6 separate regions of the Mus musculus genome follow, and regions 1, 2, 3, 5 and 6 are each linked to region 4. Evidence: chromatin contacts called from public promoter capture Hi-C data. All regions are on one chromosome and are shown on one strand. Each heading gives the region's core, a stretch centred on a gene start, on an enhancer-like site or on the middle of the called end of the contact. The rest is flanking DNA. Distances are from core to core; before and after follow the strand shown. Region 1 holds the start of Gpn1 (GPN-loop GTPase 1). Region 2 holds the start of Mxd4 (Max dimerization protein 4). Region 3 holds the start of Rnf4 (ring finger protein 4). Region 4 holds the start of Depdc5 (DEP domain containing 5). Region 5 holds the start of Rbks (ribokinase). Region 6 holds the start of Nelfa (negative elongation factor complex member A, Whsc2).

What was found. Promoter capture Hi-C pulls out the DNA fragments that hold promoters and counts their contacts.
Region 1: a promoter capture Hi-C map of pre-B cells shows a contact between it and region 4, with 2.7 times the contacts expected there. The contact joins the promoter of Gpn1 here to the promoter of Depdc5 in region 4. A contact is called at or near these places in 13 of 39 promoter capture datasets (the 3T3-L1 cell line, 3T3-L1-derived adipocytes, cranial neural crest and 8 more), 1 of 484 Hi-C or Micro-C datasets (B cells) and 7 of 115 datasets of contacts at active chromatin or transcription factors (astrocytes, differentiating embryonic stem cells, embryonic forebrain and 4 more).
Region 2: a contact with region 4 is called in a promoter capture Hi-C map of pre-B cells, with 2.3 times the contacts expected there. The contact joins the promoter of Mxd4 here to the promoter of Depdc5 in region 4. A contact is called at or near these places in 3 of 39 promoter capture datasets (liver and pre-B cells), 1 of 115 datasets of contacts at active chromatin or transcription factors (pancreatic cancer cells) and 1 of 9 other capture datasets (liver).
Region 3: a promoter capture Hi-C map of liver shows a contact between it and region 4, with 4 times the contacts expected there. The contact joins the promoter of Rnf4 here to the promoter of Depdc5 in region 4. A contact is called at or near these places in 4 of 39 promoter capture datasets (hematopoietic stem and progenitor cells, liver and pre-B cells) and 1 of 9 other capture datasets (liver).
Region 5: a promoter capture Hi-C map of pre-B cells shows a contact between it and region 4, with 6 times the contacts expected there. The contact joins the promoter of Rbks here to the promoter of Depdc5 in region 4. A contact is called at or near these places in 5 of 39 promoter capture datasets (cranial neural crest, hippocampal neurons, liver and 1 more), 1 of 484 Hi-C or Micro-C datasets (CD8 T cells), 5 of 115 datasets of contacts at active chromatin or transcription factors (astrocytes, cardiomyocytes, extraembryonic endoderm stem cells and 2 more) and 1 of 9 other capture datasets (liver).
Region 6: a promoter capture Hi-C map of liver shows a contact between it and region 4, with 3 times the contacts expected there. The contact joins the promoter of Nelfa here to the promoter of Depdc5 in region 4. A contact is called at or near these places in 2 of 39 promoter capture datasets (hippocampal neurons and liver) and 1 of 9 other capture datasets (liver).

Annotation. Positions count from the first base shown.
Region 1 is chr5:31,493,382-31,496,084 of GRCm38.p6, forward strand. It overlaps Gpn1 (GPN-loop GTPase 1), which reads left to right and starts at 1,360. Exons shown (of 14, transcript NM_133756.5): 1 at 1,360-1,502; 2 at 2,137-2,230. The coding sequence starts at 1,392.
Region 2 is chr5:34,186,321-34,189,030 of GRCm38.p6, forward strand. It overlaps Mxd4 (Max dimerization protein 4), which reads right to left and starts at 1,390. Exons shown (of 6, transcript NM_010753.2): 1 at 1,190-1,390; 2 at 1,009-1,108. The coding sequence starts at 1,253.
Region 3 is chr5:34,334,844-34,337,543 of GRCm38.p6, forward strand. It overlaps Rnf4 (ring finger protein 4), which reads left to right and starts at 1,407. Exons shown (of 8, transcript NM_011278.5): 1 at 1,407-1,698. It also overlaps A830049F12Rik.
Region 4 is chr5:32,862,407-32,865,173 of GRCm38.p6, forward strand. It overlaps Depdc5 (DEP domain containing 5), which reads left to right and starts at 1,315. Exons shown (of 43, transcript NM_001170567.1): 1 at 1,315-1,415; 2 at 2,171-2,293. The coding sequence starts at 2,236.
Region 5 is chr5:31,696,273-31,698,972 of GRCm38.p6, forward strand. Rbks (ribokinase) reads right to left here and starts at 1,338. Exons shown (of 8, transcript NM_153196.1): 1 at 1,238-1,338. The coding sequence starts at 1,329. Babam2 (BRISC and BRCA1 A complex member 2) reads left to right here and starts at 1,778. Exons shown (of 12, transcript NM_144541.1): 1 at 1,778-1,805.
Region 6 is chr5:33,934,944-33,937,705 of GRCm38.p6, forward strand. Nelfa (negative elongation factor complex member A, Whsc2) reads right to left here and starts at 1,328. Exons shown (of 11, transcript NM_011914.3): 1 at 1,083-1,328. The coding sequence starts at 1,292.

The sequences.
Region 1 (2,703 bases), core at 110-2,609, 1.4 Mb before region 4:
CCAGAGAGGGCCTGAGTCAGGAAAGGAGAATCACTATCCATTTGGTATGGTACGTTGCTCACTGATCCTGGAGCTCATTAATTTGGCTAAGCTAGCTGGCCACTGAGCTCCAGGGATTCTCCCATCTCTAGCTCCCTAGCACTGGGATTATAGGCACAATCCACAATGCCTGGGCTTTTATGTGAGGGCAGGGGTCTGAATTCTGGCCCTTAAGTTTGTGCAGCAAGCACCTTACTAACTGAGCCCTCTCCACAGCCTGCACATGTCATAATAAAATGAGATATCTATGTATAGATATATACAAACTTTTTGTTCTTTAAGAGTTTTATCCACGGGGGCTGGTGAGATGGCTCAGCGGGTAAAAGCACCCGACTACTCTTCCGAAAGTCCGGAGTTCAAATCCCAGCAACCACATGGTGGCTCACAACCACCCATAATGAGATCTGACTCCCTCTTCTGGAGTGTCGGAAGACAGCTACAGTGTACTTACATATAATAAATAAATAAATCTTAAAAAAAAAAAAAAGAGTTTTATCCACTTTCCAAGAATGTCAACAAAACCCAGGGCCACCCTTGACTCCTAGCCCTTTACCTCACTCTTAAAGGGGACTTTTTAGGAGTTTTCTGGTTCCCTTGAGCCTTTGGTTCACCATCTTTTCTTCTTCCCTTGGACAAATAGCCATACAGATGAGCAAATAAGACATTGGTCACAGTCTCTGTCATACAGGGCTTTCCCTCATGAGGTTCGTCTCCCTTCCTCTACCCATATCTTCCGGTATTAATTATTCAGCCACACTTCAGCCACAAACGCTGTAAGGTTCTTTAGTCCCCTTTGCATTAGGCAATGATTGCCAGAAAATGTATCTTCCTCTGTTAAAGTACAGTATTCATGCTATCTTTCAAGTGTTACGCTAATTTTTACCTAATATTTTCTAGAACATAATGACGTTTAATTTTTTTCTTCTTCTTCTTAGACAATAAAATAAAAGGTAGAGCAACACCTTTGTTATAGGATCCTGACAGATCCTGGCTTGGGAATCCCACCTCATTACTCCCTTGGGGACACGAGCTTAACCCTTTCCGGGTCCTATCTCACTCCTGTCAACCCTTCCTGGTTCCCTACACTACCCCTCACTTGTGCAAAGCCACTATAGCATCAAAGTGACCCCTGCAAGTCAGATGCCAAAAGCCGGTCAGGCACCCACTGCAGTAGGTTCGAGCGGTTTGGATAGTCTGGCCAATCGCAACCCTAAACTCAGAGAGGCCGGATCGTTCGACCAATCGTAGCCCTGTACGCAAGAGGACGGATTTTCCTACCAATCGCAGCCCGGAATTCAGAGAGCCCGCAGGCCGCCGGGCGATCCCTGAGTGGTGGGCGTGGCTGAGGAAAGATGGCGGCGCCCGTGGCTCCATCCGAACCCCAGGCTTCCCGGGCTCCTCAGCCCCCCGTGTGTCTGTTGGTGTTGGGAATGGCGGGATCCGGGAAAACTACCTTTGTACAGGTGACGTGCACCGTGCAGAAGCGGTAGTGGCGCCTCAGGCCCGGGAAGAAGGGAGGAAGTTGTCTGGGGAATCTGCGGGTCCGGGCGCGTGGTTTTCTCGAGCTGTCCTCTGACTCCTTTCCTTCCCGAAGCCTCGAACCCTAGCCTGGGTCACTTGAGGCCGGCTCCTGGGCAACCTTAATGCACACTTGGTACAGCTGAACTTGTCTTGCTGCGAATTGGCAGCTTTCCGAAGGCCCGGGCCTAAAGAGTAGGGGAGTGTAACGTCTACTACTCTGGTTTGCGTGAAGAGTTGTGAAAGAATCACTTCGTTCGACCTACCACGTTCTAAGCTCTGAGAGTACAGCGGCAATGAGATCGACAGGGTTCTTGCTTTCACGGAGTGAGTGTTTTAGTGGAGGAGACAGAGGAAGAAAACCCTTGGAGGGGCAGAGTTAGCGAAGCCGTGACGGAGAATAGGGAGACAGGTACTGGAACTAGATGGCTTTTTAAACTCTTCAGTGTTGAACACGCTGAGGGAAGAAGGAGATTGTTACAGATTTTATAAGCATGGTCAGTAAAGGGATGGGAATTCTCGGGGCCCGTTCCTATCCTTTGGTCATCACCCTCCAACCCTGGCTCCTTGTTTTTGCAGAGGCTCACAGGACACCTGCACAACAAAGGCTGTCCACCGTATGTAATCAACCTGGACCCAGCTGTGCATGAAGTCCCCTTTCCCGCCAATATTGGTGAGTGCCTGCCTGCCTGCTTGCTTGATTTCCTTTTCTTGTCTTTTCTTTCTAAGCTAGCTAACTATGTACTTTTCTTTTCTGTGGATTTGCCTGAGTTCCGGAACAGGCTTCTTGCTTATGCAGATTTATCCCTCTTATGCACTATCCCCGCTCACCTCTCTCTCATGCCCTCGGTGTGTGAAACCGTTGAATTGGTTTGAGAATGAGACATGACATTAGGTCGGGCTGTCACCTGACACGTGAATCCTTTGGTTTCTTTTGTCAGAGTTTATAAGATTTGCTGTAATTCACTTTATAGGCAGGTTCCTTCCATTTCCAAAGTTGTGTGTGTGGGGTGTGTGTGTAAGAATATGCACTGTTCTGAGGAGAGCTTTCTGATTGAGACTATCAAAAAGATTTAAGTATTGGTGTGATCCAAGGGAGCCTGAGGCAGAATATTTAGAGTTCAGAGTCAGTCCGACTTGCATAGC
Region 2 (2,710 bases), core at 140-2,639, 1.3 Mb after region 4:
GGGTACTCCATGCCACAGGAAGCTGAGCTCCCAAACCTGGGGTTTAGGGCAGACAGAAGCCGGGTCCAGGCCATCTCACTGTGGAAGCTTGGGGCAGTGAGGCCTCCAACACACTTAAGTCCTTCTGCAAACTGTTCAAAGCAAGAGACCAGGGGCTGGGACTCAGGCCGTTGGTAATTCAACCTGTTCTTTGCCAGGCCTAGGACACCACAGAAATGGGTCCTTGTGCCAGCCTCTCTGTTTCCCAAGAACAGACAGGCCACAGGAATGAGCCGCACCCTCTGCCAAGGGGCCCTGAAGCCCCCAGCCTGCTAAGGAAGCTCTCAGACTGACCACACAGGAGTAGCTGGGCCAAAGTTAGCCCCTAGACAGTGTCAGGTGTGCCCTGGATCCCACTGCAGCCAGGAAGGTGGAACCTTTAGCAGTCCTAGCCATACCTAAACCTCAGCTTCAGGGCTTCCTCCAAACACAAGGCCAAGGCAAACAGTGTAGTTGAGCCCTGGAACTTTTGAGAGAAATAGCTCCCTGCAGCTCTTCGCGACAAAGCCAGCCCTATGCTTGTGGTTGGAGTTTCCTTGTCAATAAGCTGCGCAGGACGCTTAAGTAGCCAGAGAGAGGTCTCTGTCCAGGCTCCTGGGGATAAGGTGCTGGGTCTAAGAGCAAAGCCAGCTCCGAGAAGTGCAAGGGAGGGAGGAGTCCCCAATTAGGCCCAAACTAGGGAGTAGCGGTCGGCACCAACTGACAACTCCTCTCCGGTCTGGAAAAGTCCAGAACGGCCCTCGGCGAGCGCGGCCGCTGTACGCGTGGCACTGTTTACGGCGGCGGGGAGGCGCGGCCGCGGGAAGATGGCGACGCGCGGGCGGGGCCGGCACCTCCTCCAGGCCGGCCGCCCGGGTGCGCGCAGGACTGTACTGGGGACGCAGAGAGGACGGGGACACTCGGGTGGGGCCGACCCGAGCTGGCTTGGCACAGCGCGCGGGGGTGGGAGGTGGGGGTTGGGGGCGGTACCTGTTGTTCGGGGCCTTGCGCACCAGGCCGGCCGTCTTTGTTTTCTTCCTTGCGAAGTCGCCGTCGAAGGGCAGCACGGAGGCGTAGCCGTGCTCGGCCTCTGCGGGACAGACGGTGCGGTCAGCGGCCCCCTGCGCCCGCCCGCCGCCCGCCCACCCTGGCACAAAGGGGCGCGGGCTACCTCGGTCCCTACGCTCCAGGTACTCGGCCGCCTCCAACAGCAGCAGCAGAGAGTTCAGCTCCATCCTGCCGCCCGCGCACGGGACGGCGGCGGCGGCGGCTGCCCGGCGCGCTCCTGCCGGCTCTGCTCGCCGCACGCCCCGCGCCTGGCGGCACACCAGCCCGACTCGCGGACTCCAGCGCTGGGCCGCCACCCTCTGCCTCAGGCCCTCAAATTGACACATAAGTCGAGCAGCAGTCGACGCAGCCAATAGGTGTGGGCGCTCCGGCTTAGGGGGCGGGTTCTTGTCTAGCCTTGCCCAATAGGGACTGGCCGAACGCCTCGGGCAGAGCTGAGAATGTTGACAGATGCGAAGCTTGGCTAGGATAGGCTGGCTCCAGTAGTAACAATTTAGAAGCCCAAGCTTAGCAACAGCACGTGGTGGCCCAGCCCCAGTGCTCGCTGACTGGCGGCCATCGTGCATGTTAAGTAGGCATTGCACGCCGATTGGGCCAGAACGGTCTATGTAAATTGAGTCCGCGGACCAATGGCCAGTGACAGGGCGTGGGGCCAATGAGGACGCCCGGGCAGGACCGGTTGCCGAGAGGAAGCACTGTGTGGTGGGACTGCTGCCCGGCCTACGCGGGGGCCAGGAGGACGTGGACCGTGTCTCGGGAGACACCAGGCAGGATGCGCTGCGGACACGCGCCCTGGCGCTTTGTCGTGCCCATGCATGTCGTGCGCAACGACCTGTTGCCCGGAGTCAGTTGGTACCATAGTCTCGGTGGAGGACCAGGCTTGGGGCCTGATAGGGGCGGGCGCTGGGATCTCGCTAAAGAACAGCAAAGGACACCTGTCTCTGGCAGGAATATTGGCTTCAGGGAAGGCTAAAACTTGGAGACAGGGACGCAGACCATTGGAATCTAAAAGCCTCTCAGATGTCAGACCCAAAGTAGGCAGGATCAGCCATCAGGAGTAAAAAGGAAGGCCACCAGGGTTAAGGGAGAGGCACCAAGAGCTACTGACACTACTGAGCAAGAGGGATCCGTGAGTGTCTGTTTGCGGTGCTTGGTCTGAGGGTAGAGCCGTGCCAAGAGCCAGGCTATGGTGACAAGAGGGTGAACTCTTCAGCAAACTCCTGGCCCTAATGACCCGAGGCCCTCATGCTGGCCTATAGATGCATGGGGGACAGACAGCTCAAGATGCCCTAACACCATCCTCTGTATCCATCCTCTCCCACCCCTTGATCCTCTCTCTGTTATTAGGTTGAGGACAAAATAGCAGGCTGGAGAGTTCTGTGGGAAATAAGGTGGCTAGATAGCAGCTCTTAAAATGGAAGGAAGGTACTGTAGCAAACAACAAAGATTATTAGCATTGAATTTACTTTAGGACCAAGGTGGATGCATTGTGCACACTTCCTTGTGGCTCTCCATATGCCCAATATGCAGATAAGGAAACTTGCAGTGTCCCCTTGAAATAGAAAGATGGAGATTACTGCTCCCACACCCAGAGCTGTTAACAATCTGGGAATGTGGAAACCAG
Region 3 (2,700 bases), core at 157-2,656, 1.5 Mb after region 4:
TCGCTTTTTTTGGTGTTTTTTGAGTCAGTGTTTCTGTATAGCCTTGACTGTCCTGGAACTAGCCTATCAGGCTAGCCTCAGACTTAGAGATCTGCCTGCCTCTGCCTCCTGAGTTTAATCTCTGCTGGGATTAAAGGTGTGGGCCACTACTTCCTGGCAAGAAATATTTAACTGTTTAACTGCAAACAGAACCTTTAACCTATAAGGGTATATATTCCTGTTTTGGTCTCACCTGATTTAAGTATTCAAAAAATTATAAGAAATACCTACATTTTTCTTACAAATGTAAGTTCTCTTTATTCCTATTTATAACATTTGGAAAGCATGCCCAAAACATCAAAACACATTTTACACTGGAGTCAGGTATGTATTTATCATACACACTTTATCCTAAGTTCTCTTATAATTCCATAAAACGTCAGAGATTGTAATATGGAAAATATTAACGGTCGGGTTTTGATCTGCTTCGCCATGTTAATCAATCTTCCAGGATCTATATCCCCACAGAAGCAATTCAACCACATTTAGGATAACCTTCAAATCATCTGCTCAAGTAGTCTGAGGGTCCTCATCTATTTCTTTCTAGTTGCTATTTATCTATGGATAGATCATTTTCCAGTTGCTAAACCCATCCCTCCACCTAGCCCAGGAGCAGCAGGACTTGTATTACCTGTTAGCACTCACATTCTTATTAACCGGCAGAAGTAGGTAAAATGGATAACCTGTAATAGGTGTGAATGGACTGAGACTTGCCTAAAGTTATTATACTGGTTTTCAGATTCAGGTAAGAGAGATTCTGTAACATGAGATGTCCTAAGACCCAATTCCAGGCCCTGGTCTTGCCCGAGGCCGTTCTTTGCATTCCATGGGACTTGTGTTCTGAGTCCTGCCTTTCTCGCCTCTGCCCCGACACACTTGGGCAGCTAACCCGCAGACTCCTGGGCATGCCCAGCTCTACCTTCCCCCGCCTTTAGCACACACAATGTCTAACTGGACGTTCTCTTTCGTCTAGTCCTCAAGCTTCCTCCAGGTAGGCCTCCCAAACGTATAGGTGAGCCCCCTGTCCAGATGATGGGATTCCTGCGAGGGAGAGTCCGGGGACCGACATGCCTAAGAGCCTGGCACTTATGGTGCGAATCCCGGCCTGGTTGCCTGTGGATCAGCAGAAAATTGGGGCCTTGGGCGAGTCTCTGGTACGCCTCATTAACGACCGAGGAGACGGAGAAGGGTACGGATTATGGTTTAGGGCTAGATGCAGCCGTAAGGGCCACCGTATACCAGGTCAGAAGCCAAACGAAAAGTCAAACACCCAGCGGGCAAGCTCGCGACGCGCCTCAGCAACGACACCGCCAAGTTCTCGTGGGAGGAGCGCGACTGGCGGCACTCTCGCGGGAAGTGGAAGCTCCCGCAAGCAGGCGGGGGGCGTGACCGGAAGAAGGTGTATTTCAAAGTGGTAATAGATGGTTTTCTCACCCAATAAAATTGCAATTTATCCTCCTAAACCGGTAGAGCACGGGAGAAAAGGCGGGAGAGGCCAATAAGGGCTGAGAAGGGCGGGCCGGTGCCGGACGAGCGGAAGTGGGTCTTCGTGAGGCGGTGGAGGCTTGCTTGAACGGGTCTCCTCAGCGGCGGCTGGAGTCGGTACGTCCTTGCCCGAGCTCATCAGCCGAGGCGTCTGGCAGCAAACCCCAGCTCCAAGTAAGGCTGGGCTCCGCAGCATGGAAGCGGCGGGGCAGGGCGGTGCGGGCGTGGAGCGCGGGCGGCCTCTCGGCCCGCACTGGGGTTGGTGGCCGCCCGCCTCTCGCAGAACCGCGCTTCTCCGGCTTGGGCCCTCTGCCGCCTCTTTCCCGGAGAGCACGCGGTTGTCGGAACATGGAGCGGCGCCGTCGTCGGAAGTAGGGAAATGTCTTGTGTGGGGGTATCCGCTCGCCAACCCGCGGCCTGGCCGGAGAACCTCTTTCGCCAAGTAGGAAGGGAAACTGAGGCTCGGCGAGGGTTGGGGGTCGCCCAAGGTCACTCTCGGGGCCGGGCGGGCGGATTGCAGAGAACCTGAGCGAGGTTTTTGTTCCTTGCTGATGACGCAGCCTTTGTGTGGTCGCGTCGCCGCCCCGCCTTCCGGAGGCCTGCGAGTTTGCTGGGGCACCCGGGCCGCGTGGCGGGCCGTATCTAAGTTGCGAGAGTGCCGAGGACGCTTGCGGGCTTTGGAGCTGAATGGGGTTTGGGCTTCCAGGAGCCACTTTTGGTTCTATCTATGGTTAGTCAAGCGGGCGATTGCGACCTCCATCCTTAGCCCGGTGCCTGCTCGGGCCCTTCCCTCAGGGCCACATCTGTACACAGGGATAGGAAACTTAACCTTTAACATTGTTCGCAGTGGACGCCATTGTCCACATTTTGATTAGGGCGGGGGAGGAGTCCAGATATGGGCGTTCCTGCTTTTTGTTTTTTTAAACTTTACCCCTGGGCGTTTTAAGCTTCAGTTTTTCGGTCTGCCGTTTAGTTTAGGTTGCCCAAGTAATTGGGGGAGCCCGAGGTTCACAAAGGCTGAGGTAGTCTGAGGTCTTTCAGCCTGCAGATTGACTCTTGTTCCTGACAATGGTGAGAGGGAACCTCTCTCCAGCCCAGACCCCACACACACCTGGTGCTTTTTCTTTTTAATGGTTGGAGAAAACACTTGCGTCCCGGTTTGCCTGTGAGTTCGAT
Region 4 (2,767 bases), core at 65-2,564:
ACTCACAGGACAGATTCCCCTGTGTATAGATAGCATCTTGCTATTTGTCTCTGCTCTTTAAGTCATTTAGGATGTGGTGCAGACTCTGAGATCCTCCAATGGACAAGAGAATCTACCTTTCCCACCTCCATTTTTTGAGACATGAGGAATAATTCATCTTTAGATAAGGAGGTTTTTGGCTTTGTTTGTTTGTTTTGGCCTACAAGGTGGGAACAGGTCAGGCCTTCTAGCAGGTTCTTCTTCCCATGAATCCTTACTCTGTAATGAGGCTAACACACAACTTACAGTTTTGTTTTGTTTTTGTTTTTTTGGTTTTTTTTTTTTTTTTTTTTTTTTTTGGTTTTCTGAGATAGGGTTTCTCTGTGTAGCCCTGGCTGTTCTGGAACTCACTTTGTAGACCAGGCTGTCCTCGAACTCAGAAATCCGCCTGCCTCTGCCTCCTGAGTGCTGGGATTAAAGGCGTGTGCCACCACGCAATTTACTCTGGTTGGATGATTTATGCCCCATCTAAGGAAACTACTGGGCCTTCTGCCATGCGAGCCTATTGTAGATTTAACCCATTGTACTCGGGCATTCAATGTTTTGAATATTTTTTTTAATCAAACAAACTTTAAGTTTACTGTACACTTGTTTTGACTTATGTACATTAGGTTTAATTTTGACAACAAAAGAGTATATAATGGGTAATGTAAATTGGTTTCTCCTTCCAAGCTTGTCTCTGTACATGTTACATTTGTACTTATCATTAACTTGTACTTCTTAATTATATTTAACAGTTTTCAATAAGTTAGTAACTCGCTCATGAATTATACACACCCCCGTTTTCTTGCTACATAGCCCAAGAACTCTAGGGAATGTTCAGCACTCTTGTCTCTACAGAACCTGGATTAGGAGGGGGAGCCACCACCCGCAGAGACTTTTGCACTTCTCAATAGCCCTCTGGACCAGGTTTAGTTATTAACTTCGTCAAACACATGGAAACAGCTCCGCGAGGTAAGAGTCGACTCTCTCGAGTTTCTCCTATTACGAAATCACTTCGCTCTTCTGAAACGAAGGTCTTGGCTGTGGCTCTATTTTCAAATTTTCCATGCAAAGCGGGCAGCCCTGTAGACGGTGGCGGGAAACGCCAACGGGAACTCGGTTTGAAGTCGGACTCAACGCCACGCCCCCAGCCTCCCCCCCGCCCCGCCCCCCCCACCTCCCCGCAGCCCCGGAGGAGGAAGTGGCGCGGCCACCGAGACGAGGCGGAGGCTGGGCTAGAGCGGCCAAGCCGGCTGAGCAGGGACTGGCGAGGGGCGGGGACTCGGGGCGGAGCCTCGGGAGCGGCGCGGGCTCAGGTGAGCGCTCTTCGGTGGTGCTGTCTGTCTGGTTCCTAGAGCCCTGGTGCGGAAGCTGCGCGAACTGTGGGGGCTCAGGTGGGATATCCTGAGGAGGTCCTGGGGAGATCTGTCCGGAATCTGGCCTCGGGCCGGGCCTGAGGCGCGCAGGGGCTCTGGAAGTGGGGGGGTTGGGGGGGGGAGTCGAGCGCCAACCTCGGGCTGAGACTTGAGGGGCTTGAAGGAAGGGTCCCTGAGCCAGGTTCGAGGCCCGACTCTTCTTGCAGTTCCCCGTGTGACCTTGGACCAGTCTTTCTCTCACCAAGCTTCCCGGACCGCAGCGGTGAAATGGAGGCAGGACGGTCCGCTGAGAGTTGGTACCAGTAGAGGGGTCGGCAAGGAAACCGCAGCCTTCCTCAGTTCTCTTTTCCCCAGGACATTGTTAGTGGACCGCGAGTCATGGGAGTGCATAACAGTTCGAGTGACCTTGGGCGAATCCCTTGTTTTGACGTTCCTCTACTTATGTGATGGACTAACCTCTTCGAATATCCCTGTACTATTTTGGTGTTCCTGATGCAGACAAAAACAAGGTAGTGCCCCTCTCACCACAAGCCTCCCTTTTAGGTATGCGGTAGAGAAAATAGCTTTAGAGGATGGACGAGATCTGAGCCCAAGTTCCCTTTAATTTTTAAAGCACACTTCTATTTGTTTGTCTCTCTTGGTAATTGGAGGAGCGATATAATGCAAGGGTTGGCACGCCTTTCAGCCGAACAACCACCAGTACCTTCAAGGTCTAAAATTAAAGAGCAAATTTAGGAAGCCTGACATCCTCGATGTTTTTATTTGTGTTTCAGTAGCAGGAAAGCAAGATGACTTCCCTGCTCCAAGATTGGAACAGCTGAAGAAATCACAAGACAAAATGAGAACCACAAAGGTCTACAAACTTGTCATCCACAAGAAGGGCTTTGGGGGCAGTGGTCAGTATTGATTGATATTTGGGGATTGTGTAAGTTGGCTGAAGTTATGATGTGCCTTAAAAATTACCCATATCACAAGGGAGACTGGACAGGTAAGAGTGGAGCAGTATCAGAGATCAGGGATGGTTGGAAATGAGAGCACAGGATCTTTTTGAAAAGCATTCTTCACATTCAGAGTTTGTTGGGTTGTATTTTGAATCCAGGTTTTACCATGTTTCCAAGGCTCATTTAGAACTCATTGTGTAGCCCAAGCTGGCTTTGAACCCATTATCCTCCTGCCTGTGTATCTGGAAATACTCTACCACACCTGAGTTAATTTTCCTCCTGCTTTTGTTTGTTTTGTTTTTGTTTTTCTTCTGTGTAGTGAGTGCTTGGCCACAAGTTTACTAGAAAAGGACTCTATGGACTGCATCCAAGTCCTTCCTCCTGGTTTTTTTTTTTTTTTTTTTTTTTTAATGTTCTTTACTTCAGAAA
Region 5 (2,700 bases), core at 88-2,587, 1.2 Mb before region 4:
GAAATCCGCCTGCCTCTGCCTCCCAAGTGCTGGGATTAAAGGCGTGCATCACCACGCCCGGCCCCAGTCTCCTTTTTAATTCCATCTTTTCTGTTGTGTTTGGTAATTTGAAAGCATAGACTTATTTATTCTATCTATCTATCTATCTATCTATCTATCTATTGTGTACACACTCATGCATCACATATGTAGTGTCCTTCCACCATACTGGGCTCCAGGAACTGAAGGGCATTAGGCTTTAGTCAAGCACCTTTACCTCATAGCCATCTTGATGAATCTGATAACAATTTATAATGTTTTAAGCAAGATTAAGTTAGATATATGAGGCCCCTGGAGCTGTTTTTAAAGTAGATATAGGTAGTTTGGTGAAAGGGTTTGGTTGTTTTGATTACCCCAAGGCCTTATTTCAAAGTTCTCTGCTATCTTTTGGAAAAATAGTTTAGGGACCGATGACACTAAGTTGCTGGGAAATATGGTTATTAACATAAACAGAATTATATGGCCTGAGTTTTTTGGAATACCTGAACTATTTTTTTTTCTACAATGTATATTGCTTATCTGCTTGGAAAGCTGTTTTCATAAAAACAGACGACAAAGCAGAAGGATCTTCCCTACAACCTCTCTGACCTAACTCAACTATTCTCATTTAGCACTATTTGGTCAGGTTTTTAGTGGCTGTAATTGTCATGTTTGTGTGTGTGTGTGTGTGTTTTAAATTTTGAATTCACACTTAGGTTCACCACAAAGGTTGGCCCATGGTTACATTTCCACATAAAAGTAAACTGTAAATATGGAACACTGCAGGAATGCCAACATGAGTGAAAAGGTGTTTGCCTCAGTGCCTTCTTTCACGTGTTCAATCCAGTAATACCCAGTTGGGTCTGGTGGACAAAACACTTCTTGTGCTCTCAACCCTGTGAAGTAGGTACATCATGTTCTCAGAGGTTAAAATGTCATGGGGCAGCCTGGCCAAGGAAACAGGTGCAGGTGTTTGGGGGCGCCCGTAGGTGGGGGTGTCTATCAAAGCTTTCATTCAGTCCCCCCACCCCCCATCCCTGTCCCTTCCTCTGTCATTGACCTCCACAAACTTGAATTCTGCCTTTTCACCTCAGAAGTCGTGCTTGGAAACCTGAAGCTTTCAGGAAAGTTCCAATGGTGGGTGCCCACCGATCCGAGGCCCGGGCATCCACAGTGTGGCTCGCCCTCCCGAGACCTTGCGCTGCGGCCCCGCACTAACCTGACCAGGTCGGTCATGCAGGAACCCACCACTACCACCGCTGCTGCCTCCTCCTCCTGCCAGGGCCTCCCGGGCTCCCCACACGCCGCCATTACTAATCCTGCTCAACCCTGACGCTGCCCTTTGCCCTTTGCCTGACCCCGTAACCAGGGACGCCGCCCCGTCCTCCTTAACGACGCGGGCGTTCCACCCGCCTGTGCCGGTCGCCCTCCCAAATGCCCGAAATCTCTCCGGCCTTTGGCTAGTCCTGATCCCTCTGGGACCGGTGTTCCTGCCCCGCCTCACAAGCACAGGGCCCGGCCGCCACGGCGAGAATGACAGAGCGCGCCAAGCACTAGGCCAGAGCTCCCGGGAACCTTCAGGCGCTACCCGGTCGCCTTCCTCAGCTTCCGGCTTCTCGGCGCGGGGACGCGCACGCCCGGCCGGCTCCGGAGAGGGCGGGACGTCCGGGGGAGCGCGCACGCATCCGGCCCGCGGTTCGCGCGCAGGTCGGTGCGTCGGTCGGGGGCGCGCTCGGGTAACCTGTACCCCGTCTAGTCGCCGGTTACTGATCGGACTTAAGTTCCAGGTACCTGGACCCGGGCTGGTGCGGGGAGGTTGGATCTCAGTCGCACAGGTGGCGCAGAGAGCCATGTTTGAGTATGGCCAGAGAGCTAGCCTCTTCAAGAGAAGGCCCGCGTTCCAAAGATGCCCCGCTCGCCCCACAGCACGCGGATTCCCTCAAGAGCCGCCCCCAAGATCTGAGGCTTCTCTTTCTCCACGTATCTCGTTCAGTCCTGGTTTCTGATGAAGCCCGCCTCTTTTTGCACTTGATGAGGGCATCATACAATTTGGGAGAAAGGGTTGGATCCCTTTAGATTCTCCTCAGAATGGGTGGACATTCTTTGGATCGGAACCAATTCGCTCTCCCCGCCCCTCCCTGATGTTGCCCAGTGGAGAAATTGCTCCCCCACAGTAACTTCCCTCGTGCGCCATATGACGTGGACGTGATGCAGCAGGAGGCCACCCCTTTCCGTTCCATGACGTCAACGGGGGCACATGTTTCCGTGTTTGTCATCCTCTCCTAATTGCGAGAGCCTAGATGGTGCTTTATACGTCTTTGTGTTCCCCAGACAGCCTGCCCACTAAAAGACCTCATGTGACCTTATCTTGCGGCAGCAGATTTTTTTATAAAAATTATATATTTGCATCTTCCGTCTGCAATACATCAAAATCAGGAAATACAAATTGCAAAACAAGCATTCAAGAGAGGCAGGTCACCAAAATTTCCTGCTTCTCTGGAATCAGTTATAATGGTGCCATATGTAAAGGAGAGGTGTGTGTTTCTAATCCATATCCCTGCATATTGTACCAAAGAATCATCTTTTTTTTTTTTTTTCTCTTCAAATTCCTGATTTTGGAGTCAGTATAGTTTTTTTTTTTTTTAACTTTCATTTGTTAGTGAAGTCACACTTACTGAAACA
Region 6 (2,762 bases), core at 78-2,577, 1.1 Mb after region 4:
TGAATCTGTCCAGGTGTTTACCAACAGAAGACACACCCACACCACACGGAAAATGAATATAACGTGGAAACCTGTTGCCGTATTAAATTCAAATGAGGCAAACCCCAAATACTCGTGTGTGCTAGGAATGCACACACGATTGATAACCCTGCCAAAATAAAACCAAAAAAAAAAAAAAAAAGCCTCCTGCAGGAAAGAGGAATGGAGGTGCTTTGGAGGGACCAGCCTTGTTTTCATGTGTGGAGATAACAGGAGTCATTTAGCTAGCTCTCAGTATTTTTTAAACCGAATAAATATGCAGTTTTGTGTATATGGTATAGTGCAGCAATAAAAATTAATGATATAAAAATAATACAATAACTGGAAATGTTTAAAAACTAAGGTAACTCGGTGTTTTTAGCTGCTATCAGATGTAGTGGCCCAGACCTCCAGAGATTGAGACTGGAGGATACCAAGTATGAGATCAACCTGGGCTACACAGTGAAACTATACATATATTATTTGCGTATGTATTTGCAAAGCATAGTATAAGTTAGAGAGATGCAATGTGGAACAAGAGTACACTGAAAAGAAGCCACAGAATAGCCGGGCGTGGTGGCGCACGCCTTTAATCCCAGGAGGCAGAGGCAGGCGGATTTCTGAGTTCAAGGCCAGCCTGGTCTACAATGTGAGTTCCAGGACAGCCAGAGCTATACAGAGAAACCCTGTCTCAAAAAACAAAAACAAAACAAAACGCCACAGAATAGAGATGAACGCAAGCCGACTGATATTTGGTAAGGCAAAAGCAACAAAATTAAGGTCAGCAGTCACATGGAAAGTTGCACTAACAGCCCCGAACCAAGAGTAGCTTCGGAGCTGAAGCATCCAGCACTGCGGAAGGGGCGGGCCTGGCTGTTGTGGCCATGGCCCCACGACCCCCGAACGCGACAGCGCCCAGCGGCTGGAAGTACTAAGGTGTAGGGGCTAACGGCGCCAAAACGGAGCTGCGCGCGGCCGGCGGGAGAAGGGCAAGGTGCGGCGCCGGAGCCGGCGGGAGGCAGGAGCGGTGCTCCGGCCGGAGAGAGGCTGGCCCGCGTCCTCACCTCGTCCACGGTGCGGCGCGGGAGATGCAGCGTCCCGAGCAGTAGCTTGAGCTTCACGGCCGAGGAGAGGCGGTGGAAGCAGAGGCGGATGTTATCGATGACCGCGGCGGTGAGCAGGGACGCGATGCTGGGTGGCGCCCACAGCTCGTCCGTGGCGCCCAGCTTGTTGTGCAGCCACAGGCCGGTGTCACTCTCCCTCATGGAAGCCATCTTGGCGGCGGCAGCGCGCGTCGGCCGGCATCTTACGCGGACGCCTACGTGTCCCCGGCGAGGACCCCCAACATGGCGGCACCCGTTGGCGCGGGGCGGGGTCTCGAGTGCAACTGCAAATGGCCCCGCCTTCTGGAGGCTTCGAGCCGAGGCGCAAGAACAGGGAGTGGGCGGTGAGTCTCCGCGAAAAGAACTCTGGGTTTCCGTAACGCATGATGGCGGCACCTACTAGGGCGCCGGGCAATGCCGTAGCCATTTGAGTCGCATCCGTGTGTCGTCGAGATGTTCCGCTCAGAGTACCGCAGTGAGGCGCAACAGTTTGGTTTCCCGGTGTGCGGCTCATTGGAAGGAGTCCGGAGAGCGCGCTGGGCTCGTTCTCCACAGACAGTCTTGAATGGCCCTTGCCCGTCCTGCATACAGTGCTGCCTCAGGTCCGCATACAGGTCCGTTCCGTGTCGGGGATGTCACTAGGCCATTTCCCATGGTTATGTGGTCGCGATGGCTGTGGTTAATCATCAGGGCAATTGCAAAGTAGTTCAGAGTACGGTCTTTCAAAGGCTGATCCTCCACAGCTGCTGAGAAGCCTAAATTCACCCTGTAGTGTCTCTCTTTATCAGAACTTGACAGTGTAGTTCTGTCCATCCTTCGAACTCACTCTGTAGACCAAGCTGGCCTCAAATTCCGAGATCCACTTACCTCTGCCTCCCAAGTACTGGGATTAAAGCCCTAGGCCACTCACAAGGCAGTGTCAGCAAAAGTGGCAGTAGGGCACGACTCTGGTCACAGATATTTAGGAGATTGAAAAGGATCGGTTGGGCCGAGGAGGTAGAGGCCATCCTGTGCAAAATAGTGAAACGAATCTCTTAAAACACTAAGTATCCTGGGAGTGGTGGTTCATGTCTGTAATTCCTGGAATTTGAGCTCAGATAGGAGGGTTTGAGTCCATTTTGAGCCACAGAATGAAAATATATAACTAAATGTAAATTGTTTTCTCCTAATTGAAATATTTCATGAAGAGGGGAGAGCAGCTCTTAAGACTTAGCATGGTAATTAAATGTACAAGCCTGAGGAAACTTGGAAAGGCATAAGACTCACTAGGCCACTTCCCATGGTTATATTAACAACTATTGACAGAAGAGACTGTGGAATTGCCTGATTCAAGGGACTGGGAGCCTCAGGTATCCAGCATTTGGTGACAGCTGTAGTGGAGTGGTCTTTCCTGACACTTTAAGTTACTCAGACTTGCCTGGTGGTGGTGGCACACACCTTTAATCCCAGCACTTGGGATGAAGAGGTAGGTGGATTTCTGAGTTCGAGGCCAGCCGGGTCTACAGAGTGAATTCCAGGACATCCAGGGCTACACAGAGAAACCCTGTCTTGGAAAAAAAAAATGTTGCTCATCCTTGAAGTAGGTTTTTGCTACTTTGTGGGTTCTTTTTCCCACCCTTCATCCTCCCATCCATTTCACCC